Regions from separate parts of the Rattus norvegicus genome. Here region 2 is linked to region 1. Evidence: chromatin contacts called from public Hi-C data. All regions are on one chromosome and are shown on one strand. The core of a region is the stretch at or near the end of the contact, and the rest is flanking DNA. Distances in the headings are between cores, read along the strand shown.

Region 1 (2,520 bases), core at 14-2,513:
CCCACCACCACCTGGACACTCACATTCTCCCAGCAGCGCCTTCTCTAAGCTAACTGGGGAAGTATGACAGTAACACACACTTCACTAAATGCCCAATACACCCCTCCGCTGTATTCAAGGGGCAGAAGACAGTGTGGGTGGAGATAGTCCTAATGGCAGAGCCTCCGTGGGCTGTGTTTCCTGGATACTTTCAGTCTTTATAACCCCTAAGTCATATATGTTGGAATCCATACCCATAGTGATTAATTACATTGGGAAATGGGACTGTTGGGGATTGAGTAGGACCTGAGGATGCAGTCCTTCTGAATATGGTTGCAGCCTATCTGAGTCATGACAGGACACCACAAGTGATCATTTATAAAGCACCCCAACTTTTTTGTTCACAATTCCAAAGCTTTGAAAATCCAAGATTGAGGCAGTGACATCTGTTGTGAGCCTTCTTACTGTACAGCCTATGGCAGAAGGTGGGAGGGCAAAGGAGCCTGTATGGAGATGACTATAATCTTTTTACCAGAAACACATTGTCTCAATAACCAATCAACCCAGTCTCATGAGAAGAGCACTGATCTCCTCATGAGAGAAGGCCCTGGTGATAATCACTTTGTGAAAGTCCCAATTCTTAATACTATTACAGTGGTTATTAAATTTCAACATGAGGCTTGGAAAAGGCAGGCAAACTGCAGCAAGATCTTCCCTTTACTACGAGCTGGAAGGCAGGACACATCATCAAGAAAGCACGAAGAAAGTGTGCTCCACAATGCTTGACCCCGGCCTCCATGGGCAGGGCCAGTCAGAGCAGCCCTGAGTGTTTGGCCGTCCTGGGTGTTCAGCAAGCCCTATAACTGTTTTCATATCTGTCTTCCCTGTTCTGGGGAATAAGGGCAGGTACCAAGTCTTGTTTGTCTTTGGCTTGAACATAAAGAGGTGATGAATGTGCCTTTAGTGAATGATAGCTGTGGGATGAAGAGGTGTAATGGTCCCAGGAGACAGAAGCTGTGCTCGCTTGGGGACAGGGGGGGTGGGAGGGCAGGAACAGTAAGAATTGGATGAACCAGAAAGATCAAGGGAATCCCAGATGGAGGCAGAGGGATTGACAGTTTGAGCAGAACTTGGCTTGCTCTTGGAGGCAGCTGGGCAGGCAGGCCTGAGATTACAGTTCTCCTTCTCCAGCCGCTGCTCCCCAGCTAAGTATTTCTAAGAGGCTCCAGCCAGTCTTTGGGATTGTCCCACCACTAACCCTGAATGGCCAGGGGTGAAACAGGAAGCAGCTGGGCAGTTCATGCCTGCCTGGAGCCCAGAGTAAAAATAGCTCAACAGAGCAAGCCTTGGGACTGTCTCATGCCGTGGCTGTTTTGTTTTGTTTGCATTTTGCTGTCTCAAAATGAGTGGAGAACTTTCTTCCCCAAGATTACAAGTTGGATGAGTGATGGAAGGCTCTGTGTGTGCAAAGGAGCCCTCAGGGAAGAGGGTGCACATTTGCAAGTCCTTTTGGAGAAGGTGCCTTCTCTACAGCAAAGAAAGGAAATTAGAAGGGAAACTCAGTTTTTGTGAATCTGCCTGGGAATCTTTGACTGGGTCATCATGGCTGCCAAATATTTCCACCATCCACACTTCCCATTAAGACTCCAAATTCATAAATTCCTAGAAGACTTAGAAAAAAATAATTACTTGGCTAATATTCTAAAACCCAGGTTTATGAAGAACCTCATGTAGCAGGTAATAATGAATTGGAAGGGTTGAACAGAATGATGATGAACAAGTAAATGAATAGATTTATGGGTGAATGGATATGTATATGGATGGAGGGATGGATGGATGGATGGATGGATGGATGGATGGATGGATGGATGGGTGGGTGGATGGAGGGAGGGATGGGTGTTTATGAATGGATAATTAGTAGATCCTAAATGATTGAGTAGCTGCTAGGCAGGTAAATAGATAAGGCAAAGAGGAGAAAGTCTACCCTGTTTAAGACTTCAGGGAAAGGATATTCCTGAGACTTATTAATACCCATGATAAGGTAATAGTCAGAAAGCAAAAATGGATTTCCACCTTTAGCCCAAGCAATATTGTTACTGTATTTTCCCAAGTAGCCCCAAACACAGCCATGAAAGAGCTGAACACTGTCTGGAAATGTTTTTACCCAAGAGAAGACAGAACCAGATGTACAAGCTTGAGACTATGATAAAATCTTCATCGTGACAGAGTCAGAGTTGTTTGGGTCACTTTGAGATGAATGTATGTCCAAGTCAGTTGGTAGTGACAGCAGACACCCAAAGCACCCCCAAAGAAACCATTCTGTGAGTACCTAAGACAGTTCCCAGGGACCCATGCTGCCTAGCAAGGCTTAATAACACATGACCTCAAGCTCATGGGCACCCAATTCAAATCATAACTTCTATATTAACTAGTTGTATATCCAGGGGAAAATGTTCCCTAACAATTTGTATTGAAGCACTGTAACATTCATTTTTTTAAAGTATACATTGCTGTGGTTTGACATATATTCAAAAATTACGC
Region 2 (2,520 bases), core at 14-2,513, 110 kb after region 1:
TGGACTATGAGTTTGAAAGCCTAATAAAAATTTCCTTTTATGTTGGCCATTTACGAAAACATTTTAACACACGTAACTTATTTTAACTTGCTTACAGCCTGGTAGTCTTCACAAGTGTAAATTTTTCTAATTTTAATTTACATAGGGATTTGAATTATAGAGAATTATGAAAACTCCTTGATCAAAAACGGAGAATTTGGTATGGAAGAATAAGTTTAAAGGGAAAATTATGTCCGGGTCAGCAGATGCTGGGCTTGCCCTTTTTTTTTTTTTTTTTTTTTTTTTTTTTTCCCCTCGGAGCTGGGGACCGAACCCAGGGCCTTGTGCTTGCTAGGAAAGCACTCTACCACTGAGCTAAATCCCCAACCCCCCTTTTTTAAGTGGGTGGTAGGTGAGTTTAGTTATATAAAGGAATAAGGATGATGGAGATCTCTCTCTCTCTCTCTCTCTCTCTCTCTCTCTCTCTCTCTCTCTCTCTGCTTCTTGATTGACAGGGTCTCATTATATAGCCCAAATTGGCCTGGAATTTTTTTTTTTACCTAATTTTTTGAGAAGTATTTTTATTTTCCGTTCATGGGTGTAAAAGTAGGACAGAAGGACAGAGAATGGCCGTGTCTGGGAGGGTGGGTGCTGGCCATCCATGGTCATATGATACTTGGGAAATCAAGTTCCCCTCTTAGGCGTCTTAGTCTCATTAATAGAAGTAGAGACACAAACAGAACCCATATCCACCCGCACCCCACTTCCTCACCCCACCCCCGGCAAACACACAGAAGCCTGAGGGCAGCTTTTACAGTCTAGAAGGAGAACCCTAGGGCAGTCAAGCTGGGAATCTCCTGGCTGCCTGGAAGGGAGGAAAGAGGAAAAACAGCCAAGCTATTTGAGATAAAGCAACCAGAGGTCAGTCACCTAGAGGCCGCCAGCCATGCACCAGGAGCAGATTGTTAGCAGCAGGAGGAGGGCGTTAGAAAAGGTGTTAGGAAGTCCAAAGCTTTGGTTAGGGAGTTTAAAAAGCATACTTAGGTCCTGGTCCTACTGCAGAAAAGAAAAATAAATAGTTCTGGGTTCTGTGTCAGCCATCAGACAGGGCAGGTCCCTGAGCCTCCCGGCAGCTTTGATGGCTGTCAGGGCTACACTGCAGCCTTGGGCTTGGGGTGGGAGACGGGCAGTGAGCATGGACAGAAAAAGCACTTTGTCTAAGGTGAGCACCCTAGCTAGTCAGGTCCCCGATCTGCCACAGCACTGAAGTAACCCTTAAGACAAGAGACAAGGGCCTGTCTCCACCTAGAGGTAGATTCTGCTCTCGACACTACCGGGCCCAACAACTTAAAATGAAAAGTGTAGGAGACACCCTAAAATTATTTTGTAGATTAGAGGAGTGCACAACAAATAGTCTCAAAGGCAAGGGCTCCCCCACAGACACCCCAGGAAACCTTAACCCTGATTCTTACTGCTTTCAGTATTTTTTGTGTATTTTTTTGTCTGTTTTGTCCTTTTGTTTCAGATCTAGGGCTCACATGGGAGGCCATAGCTCCACACCTAAGCTGCACCACACACACACACACACACACACACACACACACACACACACACACCACACACACACACCACACACACACACCACAACACACACACATACACACACACCACAACACACATACACACACACCACAACACACACACACCACAACACACATACACACACACACCACAACACACACACACACACACCCCACACACACACCACAACACACATACACACACACCACAACACACACACATACCACAACACACATACACACACACCCCACAACACACACACACACCCCACACACACCACAACACACACACACCACAACACACACCCCACAACACACACACAGACACACACACACCCCACAACACACCACACACACACCCCACAACACACCACACACACCCCACAACACACACACACACACACACACACACACACACACACGCCCATGTGTTCTTTTACGTAGAAACACAATACACCAACTCTTATGCTGAATCCATTCTTTTGAGATAGTATGTTTTTAAGGGAATAAACTCTGAGCACCCCAAAACATGCTGGTACTGACTCTTCAAGGGCTCTGAGCAGACTGATCATGGGGGATGTGTGGCCGGCACTATCTCTAGGATTAGCTTTGAAAGAGAAGCATCTCACACACTCCCTCAGGACATTAGTCCCCTCTTTCCTTCCAGGCAGAGGTCCAATGAGCGTTTTGAGTTTCCTGGGCACCCAATGGCATCTCTGTCTCATACATACTTCATAGGCTGTATTCTGCACTTACTGTTTTTAAACAGATTGAGTAGTGCAGCTACTGGTCTAGGCCTGAACTGGACTGGTATATTTGTGGCCATGAGTAACACAGCAGAGAATGTCCCGGGCATAGATGAGTGCAGACAGTTTGTCTCTGAAGGTGCTGGGAGGAGCCAGGCTCCTGTCCCCTTCTCCGCGTGTGGAGTATTTCTGCACTGTCTTCATGGGCACATAAA

Evidence for each region. A called contact is a pair of places that touch in the nucleus more often than the background predicts.
Region 2: a Hi-C map of the A7r5 cell line shows a contact between it and region 1, with 3 times the contacts expected there. The contact joins two enhancer-like sites. A contact is called at or near these places in 3 of 12 Hi-C or Micro-C datasets (the A7r5 cell line, frontal cortex and kidney).

Annotation. Positions count from the first base shown.
Region 1 is chr15:60,992,813-60,995,332 of GRCr8, forward strand. No RefSeq gene overlaps it. Among named protein-coding and RNA genes, the nearest start is that of Rgcc, 90 kb to the right of the region's middle. Within about 2 kb of position 1,264, at least 8 of the 93 cell types and tissues checked have an H3K27ac peak or open chromatin away from gene starts, as enhancers often do. A contact at or near this core is called in the A7r5 cell line, where this site is marked.
Region 2 is chr15:61,101,203-61,103,722 of GRCr8, forward strand. No RefSeq gene overlaps it. Among named protein-coding and RNA genes, the nearest start is that of Rgcc, 18 kb to the left of the region's middle. Within about 2 kb of position 1,264, at least 7 of the 93 cell types and tissues checked have an H3K27ac peak or open chromatin away from gene starts, as enhancers often do. A contact at or near this core is called in the A7r5 cell line, where this site is marked.